Regions from separate parts of the Mus musculus genome. Here region 2 is linked to region 1. Evidence: chromatin contacts called from public ChIA-PET data. All regions are on one chromosome and are shown on one strand. Each heading gives the region's core, a stretch centred on a gene start, on an enhancer-like site or on the middle of the called end of the contact. The rest is flanking DNA. Distances are from core to core; before and after follow the strand shown. Region 1 holds the start of Slc38a9 (solute carrier family 38, member 9). Region 2 overlaps Slc38a9 (solute carrier family 38, member 9).

The links. ChIA-PET counts read pairs in DNA pulled down with a chosen protein or histone mark.
Region 2: an RNA polymerase II ChIA-PET map of memory CD8 T cells shows a contact between it and region 1, with 8 read pairs. The contact joins the enhancer-like site here to the promoter of Slc38a9 in region 1. A contact is called at or near these places in 5 of 39 promoter capture datasets (the HPC-7 cell line, HPC-7-derived erythroid cells, cranial neural crest and 2 more), 2 of 484 Hi-C or Micro-C datasets (embryonic fibroblasts and rod photoreceptor), 3 of 115 datasets of contacts at active chromatin or transcription factors (the SCID.adh cell line, embryonic stem cells and memory CD8 T cells) and 2 of 9 other capture datasets (adipose tissue and liver).

What each region holds. Positions count from the first base shown.
Region 1 is chr13:112,658,666-112,665,309 of GRCm38.p6, forward strand. It overlaps Slc38a9 (solute carrier family 38, member 9), which reads left to right and starts at 2,101. Exons shown (of 15, transcript NM_178746.4): 1 at 2,101-2,207.
Region 2 is chr13:112,692,744-112,699,503 of GRCm38.p6, forward strand. Slc38a9 (solute carrier family 38, member 9) reads left to right here. Exons shown (of 15, transcript NM_178746.4): 7 at 2,498-2,668; 8 at 5,242-5,301. It also overlaps the pseudogene Gm18883. Among named protein-coding and RNA genes, the nearest start is that of Gm52034, 23 kb to the left of the region's middle. Within about 2 kb of position 1,703, at least 23 of the 459 cell types and tissues checked have an H3K27ac peak or open chromatin away from gene starts, as enhancers often do. A contact at or near this core is called in memory CD8 T cells, where this site is marked.

The sequences.
Region 1 (6,644 bases), core at 851-3,350:
TTGACCATTACATGTTCCTGGGTATTGTGTGTAGGGCATTTTCTTTATTGCTGATTGATGTAGGTGGGCCCAGCCCATTGTGGGTGGTACCATCCCTGGGCTGGTGGTACTGGGTTATGTAAGAAAACAGGCTACACAAGTCATGGGGAGCAGCCCAGTCAGCAGTACATGATGGCCTCTACACCAGCTCCTGCCTCCAGGTTCCTGCCCTGTTTGAGTTCCTGTTCTGACTTCCTTTGCTGATGAAAACTGATATAGCCAAATAAACCCTTTCCTCTCCGACTTGCTTTTTTTTTTTTCAGCAATGGAAACTCAAGCTAAGTGTGTCTTAGAATTTGTTCTCAATTGTTGATCTATCTGTATCTTGAGAAATTTTTAAATCTTATTCTATAGTACATGAATGTATTATTAAGGATTTCTTAGTGGGAAACCTGGCACAGTACTAGTCTGTTTATTTCTTGCTTGAACTGAGACCTTGTGCCTGTAGCTATGACTATGTGTTCAAATATTTGGACAAGCACTGCCCTGTGAGCCAAGAAACCATGAAACCAAGGTTTTGCCCATAAAACCAAGGTAAAACCTTGTAGGAAACCTTCAAGAACACTAGGCAGTTACAATTTCTTGAGAAGGTCTCTTCTCCCTCTGGTGCCAGTGACCTTCGTCAAGAATGTAGACTGCCATCTTTAAGGTCACCACTACCTGAAAGTGGGAGTTGGCCAGAGCTGCCTTATCAAATTCAGCAATTTTGTTACTGTGGTTTTAAGTATCTCTCCAGCAGTTGTAAGGTGCTTATTTATTTTGCTCTTTCCAATCTTGACTAAAACTGTTTTCTCAGACTGGAATTCAGGAAAAAAAGAAAAAAGAAAGGAAAAAGAAAATTTTCCTATTACAGAGACTTACAAAAATCATGTATCATTCATTTTCAAATGCAGATGCAGATGTACAGCCAGATGCAGTTGTAAGCCTTTTGGAACAAGAACACTGTCAACAAAATAACTTGTATCTCCCTAAAAGGCACCATTCACTACTACTTGCAATTTTAAGCCCTCAGTATCAGAGCGGATATTTAGAAGAGTTTGAGAGCAGAGTTTGGAAGACCTTGGTTTGAATTCCAGATATTTTGCCACTTGAAAGTCTGTCTAGCCTTGCCATGTCACAACTTTTCTAAGACTGTTTCATTATCGGTAAAAATAGGTAAAACATGAAGTTTCCAAAGACTTTACAAAATGATAAATGTAAAATTCTTGGAATTCATTACTATTTGATAAGTTTAGGTCTTGGGGTCTTGATCACATTACAGCACATTGCTTTTGAATGTTAGCTTTCTTTATAGAGCCCTGGTTTTAAGACATGCCATATCAGTCTTAGGGATCTTACCATGAGATGACTTCATTACCAACATACATTGACTTTAGGTGGGGTGGGGAGGGGAGGGACAGGGGGAGGGCCAGGGGGAGAGAGAGACCCAGACCTGGCACTGGTGACACTCGCCTTTAATATCAGCACTCAGGAGGCAGAGGCAGAAGCAGGCAGATCTTTTGAGTTTGAAGCTAGCCTGGTCTACAGAGTGAGTTCCAGGACAGACAGGGACACACAGAGAAACTGTCTCGAATAACAAAACAAAAAACAAACCAAAACAAACACAAAACAAACAAGAAGACCACAGGAGAAAAATCAATGCTCATTAACAACTCCCCCATTCCACCCCAATCCAGCTTCCCTCGGGATCCAAGGGCGTGACCTAAGAACATAACACGAGCCAGGAAAGCCTGAGAAAAACGTCACCAGGGACGTCAGGCACATCATCTTGTTCTCACGTGGCCTGTGATGCTGTAAAGCACCTAAAGAGATCTCTTCTTTTTCTCTCTTCCTAGGTAGTTCGGGAGGAGAAGACAACCCAGCCGGTCAGATGTTCGAGCACCTGCTCAGCGACCCCGCCTCCGGAGCTGGAGGGCGGGGTTCTTTGATAGGCTGGCCGGCTGCTGCAGAGCCCTCTGGGAGTTGTAGTTTCAGATGGCGGCGCTTTCACAGAAGCGGTGGACTGTGTTTTCCTAGGACTCCATCCCCCGCCATCCCCCGCGGCCTAAGCCGTTGCCTCTTCCTGTTTAGAGGACTATTCTCTCTAAGCCGCTGCCAACTGAGAGGTCTGTGAAAGGGTCTTCGCCTCCTGCTCTGGTTTTCCGACGTAGAGGGATTGGCCTGCTGAGGTAGACACGTTCTCGCTCCTGGCAAACTCACCCTGGGACAGTCCAAGAGGGAGCCCAGGCGAGGAAGGAAGGGCTGAGTTTGCAGCCATCGGGCTGTCAGCACGGAGGGGTCTTTGGGATGCCGGGAGAGCCAAGCCCCGGGCTAGGGACACTGCTCCAGAGTGGCGCAGGTCCCTCGAATGGGTCAAGTACGGGGAGTCCGCGGGAGCTGAGAAAGTCTGGGTCTGCTGGGAAAAGGCAGGAAGGGTTACAGCAGATGAACACCCGAAGCCGGGGTGAGAGGACTGTTGGGATTATTGCAGGGATAGAGAAAGATCTAGAGAGGAGAATTGGGAGCGGAAGCCCCTGCTGTGCCTACCACACTGGTGTTTGACTCTGACTCACTTGTGCTGGGACAGGTGCTGGAAGATGCAACCCAGGGCTGGGCAATGAAGTCGCTCTACCACCAAGCTACTTCCCCAGCCCATGAGTGACTGACTGCTCTAATTGTGGGTGGCAATGCTGTGTTGGCTGTCTTGAAATACTGGAGTTGTGAGGCAGCTAGTCAAACGTTTTCTCCTCGGTTTACAAATCAGGATGTCTTAAAAATTGAAGACATCTGCTTATCCATCAGTCAGTTATTAGCCAACTTGCCCAAAACCTAATTGTAAGGATCCCCTGGCAGTGCCTCATTTATTGTTGAGGTCACTCTCTGTTTTCCTATTCCATGCCTTCAAATATAACAAAGAAGTGGCATGTGGAGTACCAGACAAAAGTTTTTGTTTGTTCGCTATTTATTTGGGGTTTTGTTATTTGTTTTCAACAGAACTTTTCAGTAGATCAAAAGAAACTTGTAAATTAAAGAGAAACCTGTATGCCTTGTAAACAACTACAATCAGATAGACATGGGGCAAGCCTGTAAGCCCAGGACTTAGGTGAGCCAGGGGAACGGATGGTCTCCAGTTTAAATAGTGAGACTTAAAATCTGAAACCCAGGGCTAGAAAAATGGCTGGTCTCTAAAGTGCTGACCTTGCAAGCATGAAGACCCAGCGTGTATATGGGTCATTGCACCTTTGTAAAAAAAAAAAAAAAAAAAAACAGGTGTTATGGTGCACATAGTGATGTCCAACACTAGTGATATAGGAAAAAGGAAAAAAATTATAAGAGGTTAAAAATTTTTAGCAGGCCTGTGTTTTTATAATACATTTAAACTTTAGTGCTTTGCTAGTAGTTTTTGGTTTGTTTATTTGTTTGTTTGTTTTAATCTAAAACTCAACTTCAGAAAATCTAGTGTTGCTCATCTAGGAAAAGGAGAAGTTCTTTGTTGTCATAGTATTGCTTTGGTGCTTTCTAGACTACGTTGTGTCCATCACTGCCAGATTTTAACATTCTTTGAAGCATTAGTTAAGCAGAGTAGAAAAATGCGCCTCCCCCTCCTCCGCCCTGTAACATCAGAATTGTAGAATTATGGCTATTAGCTATTAACACACCGGTAAAGTCTTCATAAAGAAGGAATATATGTGTGTTAGTAGACCCTAGTGGACTTATAGAGAAAAGAGATACACGTGTAATAACTGCATCTACCAGGCTGCTGTTTTTGAATGACACAATTCCCTTTTTTTTAATACTACAGAGGTAGATAAACTCTTACCAAAATATCGCCTGCTGATGTCTGTTTTCCTTTTAAAAAGTGTTATTAGAATACAACCATGTATACTCATTTCCATACTATCTGTCATACTAAAAGGCAGAGCTGAATAATTCCAGATGCCCAGTGGCTTAAACAATTTCTTTCTGCCCCATTATAGAAAAAGTCTCTCTATGCCTAATAAACAATATAACGTATCTTAAATTTTATCATATATGTAAATGTATTAGATAATAACTAATATCAGCCTTTGAGAAAGAACATAAACTCCTTGGATGTTTATGTCCATAGAAATATTTATCTTACCACAACCTAGTGTGTTCTGCAAATTGATGCTAGCATCTTAGCATAGGTACTATAGATTCAGTTATGGATAATTATAGGGAGGGTGTTAGAACACCTAGGCCCTTCAGGTCATAACTAGAGAACACTTCAGGCAAGCAAGTCCCATCTCTGACCATGCTACCACCAAGCACAGCAAGCCCCAGCTCCTCGCTGCCTGGGGTTGGAGTCAACTTATAGTCACACATTAATCAGCCATCCTTTCCTTTCTAGTATCTCTGTGACTTTTAGCATACCTATGCAGGTCATAGATTAACTTAGAGCCCCATCCTCTTTAGAGACCTGTAGGAGTGGGGATGTACCAGGTGAGGCTTTATTGGAAGCCATTCTTACTATGTTGCAATTAGATGCATGAAGAGTCGAAAGGGCAACATTGTCTTGGGTATGTTCTTAGGTGGTGGTAGGGACTTTGTGGGAGCCAGATGGAGCCTCCTGCCGCCAAAGTTGTTGCTTTTCCAGGGCTCTGTCCTTATCTCCTTGGCTTGGCTATCTCGTACCCAGCCAGAACCCCTTTTATTTCCTATCCCCATTGTTCTCAAGGTCACCATTTCAATCCTGACATTCATTTTAACTCACATTTGTTTTTACCCCAGTATCACACAAATTCTATAAGCCATCAACTTCCTTTTGAGACCTGTCTTATTATTTTTTCATGCTATTCTCATAAAATACTTGAGATGAAGTAATTTATTTATAAACAGGTTTATATCTGACAGTTCTGAAGACTGGGGAGTCCAAGGTCAGGGCGCAGTTATTTTGGATGCTTGGTAAGGACCTGCCAGGGTGACTCCTTCTTGCTAAGTTCTCACAAAGTAAAAGGGACGGAAGGGCAAAGTGGGGCTGCCAGCTCAACCCCTGCACCCCTACTAATCACACTGGTGACTTAAGCATCTCCTAAAGGCCACTTAGGACTATAACACTGAGTTGTCTCTCCAGCCTTGATAATTACCTTCAACACTGAAGCCTTGGAGGTAAGCATAGCAGTATCCCTGTACTAAAACTAGTTTTAAGCAGTCAGGAACTCTTCATGACTTAGCTAGGGGTTAAGAGTCTTGGATTTAGGGCTTTGTTTTAAAGCTCAAAGGTTAAGATACTAGAACTGAATATGTCTGTTTATGTTGCCTTGCCTGTTGAACACCCACCAAATCGTATCAAGACTGCAGCAAAGAGATATTATATGGATGCTTAGCCTTTTTGCCATGGATAGACCATCCTGCACTCTAACCGACAGTCACAGAACTCTCCCTTCTCAACACACTTCATCACATAGCAGAGTATCTTATAGTCTTACTCGTTTTTAGAAACCGTTAAGTTGCTTTTGGAACCATCGGTGTTTCGGGAGAGTTTGAAGTCTGAGCTGTCTGACTGGGGCGACTGGAAACCACCACGTTCTCTGCTCATTTGTTTAAAGATGTTTAACTAGTTGATAAAAGAGGCAATAAGAACTTTGGACTCCTCGTTTATGAGTTTTTATTTAAATCAACTTTGGGCTTCCTTGGAATGACTCTCCAATTTTACTATGCCACGCGTTTCAACATTGCTCAAAATAAATATATGCATGTGTAGCTAACCTAGAACCTCTAAGTTCCTGAATGGTCGTCATGTCTCCCCTAATATCAGTCACTTTTTGGTAAGGCTGACTGACTTTAAAGAATCTTGCTAAATATTTCCTCTTTCCCAGTTTAGTAGTATTCGACCCCTAGTTAAAATATCTTCAGGACCTAGAAGCACCGGCTCGTTCTGAACCTATGAATATTCTTAGTTTATTTAAGAACCAACCCTGCAGTGTTGGTTTACAAACAGGGAAATGTGGTCACCCACCTCTTCCACTGTTCAAGAAGATTGGTTGTTACTCTCAGATGGACCCTTCCTCCAGGTGAACTGGCCCTGAGAGGACTGAAGGTGACTTGGGAAATATCCTTCAAACAAAACAAAATAAAAACAAAAAACAAAACAAAACTTGCGTCAGGAAACAGAGTCTGCTAAACTAGTTTGCCTCATATAAAACAGTTATTATGCTTAATTTCTAATAATGGAGGCATAAACATGTAATTCCATCTCTCCCAGTTCCATCTGTTTTAGAGGTTAAGGCCTGTTTGTTATGTTGGCTGTTAATGGTCTTTTATTCACAATCTAGATGATGAAGACCTGATTTTTCAGATCTTCTTGGGTCTTTCAGAGCACTCAAGCTCTTCCTTAAGGCAAGCATCAGTGTGGAGGAGGTAGCATTGGGCATCACACTGGTCAGAGTCAGTTCCAGCTGGGGCTCTATCAGCTACGTGATCTAGGACCAGTTTCTTCTCTGAGATTCCGTTTGTTTCTCCTTATTCCTTCCTTGTCTCCTTCCCCCTGCCTTCCTTCTAATGTGACAGTAATGTTTATTTACCAAAATTCAACGGTTTAAACAGCATCGAGCAAAACATGAGACAGTAGGCGACAGCAGGAAGACAGCGCCTCCCGCGCCCTT
Region 2 (6,760 bases), core at 453-2,952, 34 kb after region 1:
AAACTCAAAAAATAAAAAAAAAGATATTAGAAAAGATGTAGGAGATTGCACATATAAACTAGCAATTGAGATTTTTCCTGATCAATGCAGACGATATAGCATCTTTAAAAGAAGTATATCACAAAATCGCAGGTCATTACCAGAAATCATCCTGGTAAGGTAATCAAGAGGACATTTGTAGGAGCCACATCCCTCCAAGGTGGAGTCCGTGCTTTAGGTAACCTGCAGAGAAAACAAATCCATGACTACCGTGTATAGCAGTTACGGTGAAACTCTCCACCCGGACATTAACGATACAACTGCTAATCAACGAGATGGCTCTCATCCGTCATTCATGAAGAAAAGTTCCTGTGCTGTATCTATAGATAAGCTTGTTATCTGTATTCTTCAGAGTCCAGCATGATTGGACATTTATAGGCTAAAAGTGTTTTTATCCTATCTTTGAGGTGGTTTATTTTTATTCTAGACACCCCAATGTTTATAAGAATGCTATTGGAGTAGAACCATAAAAACACATATATTGGACAAGATTTGGGGGCTAGGTCAGTACTTTACTGCTCCTACGTATATACTACCATATAATACACACAGACAGACACATTATATCCCTCATTTCTCTCCACCCCCACCCCTGGGAAACAAGATGAGTCATAAAGTAACTATAATTTGAGGGCAGTTAAAATAACCTTGTCTTAGACCTCTTTGTGTTCTTATTCCTTACTGAGATATTGAAACAAAGAAATTGCTATCGCAATAATCCAACCATAGAAATATAAGTATTTTTGTGTATGTTCTTATGTAAATGTCTTTGTATTCTTTTTATCATAAATTCTTAAATATTTTTGTTCTTTCTTATACAAATGTCTTTGTGTTCTTTTATCATTTAGTATGTTTTCTTACAGTCTTGGCTCCCACTTCATCACTTTTTTTTTAAGTGAACTTTATGGGTGCAGTCACCATTATTACCTTTGTTTGTTGTTTGGTTTGTTGAATGACTGTGCATTATACCTTGTGGCTCTGTTGTATTGATTAACAGTTGTGGACTGCTGCATGATTACACCCTGGTCTGTTGTTTACTATCCTAAGAGATACCCTTCTAAAATAATGTATGCATATTTTATGTATTCTTTTGGATTGCTTCATTTAAATTTTGACCCCAAAGGGGGAAAAGTCATGGGCTGGAGATATGGCCAAGTGGCAGAGCACATACTTAGCATGTGCAAAGCCATTTGGGTTCAATCACCAGTTCGGAAGGAATGGAGGGAGGGAGGGAGGGAGGAAGGAAGGAGGGAAGGACAACCACTAAATTTAAATTTATTTCTAAGAGTTGTAGTAATTTCCAGTGGTTCCAGCTATACATGAATGATAGGCTGCTTTGAAGCATGTTATTTTGTGTTTCCAGTTTTGTTCTGTTCTGTTTTCTTTTCTTTTTTTTTTTTTTTCTTTTTGGCAGGGTTTCTCTGTATAGCCCTGGATGTCCTGGAACTCACTCTGTAGACCAGGCTGGCCTCGAACTCAGAAATCCGCTTGCCTCTGCTTGCAAAGTGGTATGGCTTTCTTTAAGTGTATTGTTTGTTCGTCCTCTCTTCCCAGTTGTCCGTGAGTCTTTATAGTTTATGAGTGCCTTTATAGTTGTTCTCAGTACCCTCTATGACGTTGCTGTTAGTTTCCTGTCTACAAGTTCCTGTGGCTTCCTTTCTCACTCTGTCTGAATGGCTTCTGTGAGACTTTCTGTTTCCCTGTTACCGTTTCCTCAGTTCAGAGACAGGCTAGCCTTTCATCTGAGACTTCAATGCTGTGACTGTAATGTGTTAATCTTGTGCTGTTGTTTTTGTCTTGCTCTGTTTATGTTTTTCATGCTGTTCAGAAACTCACTGTGTAGCCCAGGCTGGCCTGGAGTTTTCCTGTTTCTGCCTCAGCATCCTGAAGTCTAGAATTACAGGTGTGCGTTTCCATGCTTTACTTTTAAATTCTTAACTTAGTTATCTAACATTTAAATTGGCTTATAGCATAAAATATGACTCAAGGCAGCTTTCACTCATGTCAAACAGTGCTTAACTGTTACGTAGAGTTTTAAATGAACTGACGGGGTGATGTACGCCTGCAATCCCAGAAACCTGGGAGGTTGAGGATTGCTGTGAGTTTGGAGTTAGCGTGGGCTGTGTAGCAAGACACCGTCTCCTTACAACTAAAAAGAGAGTGTGTGTTCGATTTCCTTCTAATTAGTTTTCCCACTCTTGGTTATCACATGCTCTAATTCGTTATAAAAAGTTAGGATCCTAGTTGTTTCTCTGATTATGCTATTTCACTGAACAGATTTCTATTTTATTGTATAATATTTTATTGCTATTTTTTTCCATAATGTGTTCTTGTATTTGTTGGTAAAGTAGCCACACTATTTTGCTAAATATTTTGAGTTAATTGGGGGAAATCAAATTATGAATGTGGAGTGTATAACAGTACCTAGTCTCATTCTTTCTCTTTCATTTTTATCTAGGTACATCGGACACGAGTACCTGGGAATATCCAGATGTCTGCAAACATTATTTTGGCTCCTTTGGGCAATGGTCAAGTCTCCTTTTCTCCTTGGTGTCGCTCATTGGAGCAATGATAGTTTATTGGGTGCTTATGTCTAATTTTCTTTTTAATACTGGAAAGTTTATTTTTAGTAAGTATTGGTCTAGCCTTTAACACAGTTACTCTCAAATATCATTGTAATATTTTAGTTCTAGCCTCACATTTTTTTATGTAAAGTATTATAAATCCTGGATAATGCACTTGATTAGGCTTTTCTATGCTCAAATGTTGTGTGTATAAACATGAATTTTTTACATAGATAATGGGTTTCATTCTGACATTTTCATAATGTATTTCAATCATATGCACTTCCTGTTCATTCATATGCACTTCCTGTTCAATCATATGCACTTCCTGTTCAATCATATGCACTTCCTGTTTAATCATATGCACTTCCTGTTCGATCATATGCACTTCCTGTTCAATCATATGCACTTCCTGTTCGATCATATGCACTTCCTGTTCGATCATATGCACTTCCTGTTCGATCATATGCACTTCCTGTTCAATCATATGCACTTCCTGTTCAATCATATGCACTTCCTGTTCTGCTCCCCTTTTCCCCTTTCCTCCTCCCTGCTAGACTCCTCCTACTTTGATGCCTTTCTTTTTGTCCCCCAGTGAGTTTCACTGGGGTTGCTCACATCATTTCCAGGAACATGGGTGAGAGCTTGTCTGCTCACGCACCCACGCTTCAGCAGTGTCTGCACCACTGGACAGCCACACTGTCTCTCCCTCCCCATCAGGGGTTGCCTGTTGGAAGTGTCTTGACCATCCAGCCTTAGGAAGTTAGTCACAACTGCTGTGCATTCAGAGTGCACAATCATATCATGCCCAGAAGTTACCTTGCCGTCTGCCCCTGACGTCCTCTGTCTCCTAAGGGATTTGGGGTTTGGTGTGTGTGTGTTGGTTTTGTTTTGATTTGATTTGATTTGTTGTTCTACGGAGGGCATTAAATGGCCAAGTCAAGCACTTTTCATAATGGCTTTTAATTGGATGGAAGATGTCCATTTTAAGCTTCCTTTTTGGCATTTATTTGTATTGTGTATGGGTGGGTACACACATGCCAGGGCATGTGTGAGAAGTCAGAGGAGAACTTTGGGAATAGGTTTTCTCCATCTTCCACTTGGGTTTTTGAGCATCTAAGACTGATGATTTATACTAACCATGTATCCACCATTGTGTTGTCAATGTCTTAATAGCTTGTATTCACTTCTATGCAGTGATTCTAGGCAGATCTTTTTTTTAAACCTTCAAATTCGTTTTTTTAGTTTTTTTTTTTTCATTAAGATTCGTCTTTTATATATATATTAGAGTAGACCAACTTGTCAAATTCTATAACAATATAATCAGATCTTGATTGAAATTGCATTGAATTTTTCAGTCAACATACCGTAATTAATATCATTAAGCTATTGATTTAGGATTAATCAGAATTGCATTGAGTTTATAGGTATGGGAAGAAAATACCCTAGGATATTGTTTTCCTATCCATGATCATAGCAGAGTTTAAATTTCTGTTTAATGTCTTTCACATTTTTCTTGCTGAAAGTCTTACATACTTTAGAAATAGTTTTTCCTTAATTTGGCTTTGTAAATGTAGTTTCAGTCTATTATAAGACTCATACTTTTTGTTATAAAAAAATTCAGACATGTACAAAATAAACAGAATGATACAAGGAATCTGCATATTCCTCACATGAGTGTGACAGCTGCCAACATTCTTCTGTTCCCATAGTCTGTAGCAGGGTTTTCTAGTTCCCCACTTCTAAAAAAATTATTGCCCCTTGAGAACACTTTTTAGACATTTTATTCCAATTGATGCTTCAGTGAATTTTTAATATCACCTTTAATAAACGGTATATCTCCACATTATGTCTCTTAAAAGTAATTTTTTCCTCCCTTCAGGAATGACTTTTTCTCCTTGAAAATGATATCACATGCATTGAGAAAGCATGGGCTATGAAATACTCCGCACACTCTAATTCAAACGTTAAAGTATCTGTAGTTATGTTTGTTTCTTAGGTAGTAAGCATGACCCTGTGCCAAACAAACAGCAATGTCTGGCTGAGCACACAGCTTACCCATCGCACACGAGTGCTTGGGCGCCTGCATGCGCCTGTACCCTTTGGTGCTTCCTCTGGTGTAACTCCACAGTTCTTACAAGCGCATTAGTTACTATACAGCCTTGGCTTTCTAAAAGCATTTACTGTATCTTATGAAAGCTTTAAGTGACTTCCCAAATAGGCTCGGCCAGGTATGCTTGTTGGCTTCCCTTTTGGCAGACTTGAGAACATAAAATGTAGCTATCCTCCAATAAATCAGTGTAAATATAAGAAATCATTGGATACATTATCTTCCTTCCAAGCTTTTTGACCACGATTAATTCAGTCTTGTGAGTAGGTTTTTTTGTTTTTTTAAACCTTATATAAAATTATTATGTAAATTTTTTCTACATGGCACTATAAAGCAAATGACATTTCTTTCGTGTAGGCAAAGAAGACTAAAAGTGAAATATGTAACGCTGAAGTAGTTGGGGGTCAGTGTACTCAGTGATACTATATGAGGAAAATAACTACTTTTATAAACAAAAGACTTCAGATGACGATGGGATTTGGCGTGGTTCATTCATTGTCTAATTACATGTTTATCTTTAACTTTTAGATTTTATTCATCACATTAATGACACAGACACTGTACTGAGCACCAATAATAGCAACCCTGGTAAGTAGCTTGGAATTCAGTTTGTTTCCTTGTCCCCATTCCTGCTCCCGAAAGGACTTAAAAATAGAATCCATGACCCCATTTAAGGTAAATGGTTGGGGAAAAAAATGTTATTATGTTACTGAGTCACTATTAAATTATTAGTGTTATGTTTCGGAATAGGTGTATCTATTAAAAACAAGTGGTTGAGTGTGACTTCCTGGTGCGGCACCTGCCTGGCAAGTGAAGCATTGGCTCTGACCGTCAGCCCCATGAAAGAATAAAGATTAAACAGAGCATTAAAATGAGATATCCCAAGGGCAACAGGCCTGACAACCTGACTTTGGCCCCATGGACCTACATGGCTGAGTAAGGAACTGTGGCACAGCAAATAGGTGATAGAAAGATAGATAGATAGATAGATAGATAGATAGATAGATAGATAGATAGATAGCAAATAGGTGATAGAAAGATAGATAGATAGATAGATAGATAGCAAATAGGCGATAGATAGATAGATAGATAGATAGATAGATAGATAGATAGATAGAGGTGATAGATAGATAGATAGATAGAGGTGATAGATAGATAGATAGATAGATAGATAGATAGATAGATAGACAGACAGACAGACAGACAGACAGACAGACAGACAGATGCTGAGAGAGAAGAGAGGAAGGGGGCAAAGAGAAACACATTGTCCAGGCTCCCAGTTCTCAGGGTCCCATCTAGACTCTTAGGCTGCTCTCGATGTCCAGGCTCCCAGTTCTCAGGGTACTATCTAGACTCTTAGGCTGCTCTCCATGCAGTGAACTGCAGAATTAGTTTGACTTGTTCACATTCTCCAAATTCTTCCATTCTTCACCAATGAGTGAGGATTTCTGCTTTTAATTCCCTAACACATAGATTGCTTTTTATTGATATTGTTGTTATTAAGAAAAGAAAAAGAAAGGGCCAGTGAAATGGGTCAGTAGATGAAGGTCCTTGAAGCAAGTCTGATGACCTGAGTTGAGTCCCAAGACCTGTACAGTGGAGGGCAAGCATTGACTCTGCTAAGTTGTCCTGTGACCTCTTCACATGAGCTGTGACAAACATGCACACATGCAAATAATAACTCTAATATATTTTTAAAAGAGAAAATCTTGTTAGTTAGCCTTTGTATGGCTAATAGTGCAACAATTACTCTGCATGAGATTTCCTGTGTTATTGAGATTCCATAAGTCCAGTATGTTCAGTCCAACAATGGGGCCAAGGAACATTCTATAGGTGCCTTCTCTGGTTCCTAATATAAGTGCATGCTACCTCAAAACTTTTGAACAATTCCCTAACCTTTCACTATTTATGTTTGGGTGAAAGATTCCTAAAGTGGGGGTGGGGGTGAGGGGGAGCACGAGCACCATTTCTAGTCATTTTCAAAGCTTCTCAAACTGATTCTCACAGGCCAGGCCCCTGGACCCCCACCTCTGCCCTGGGTTGGTAG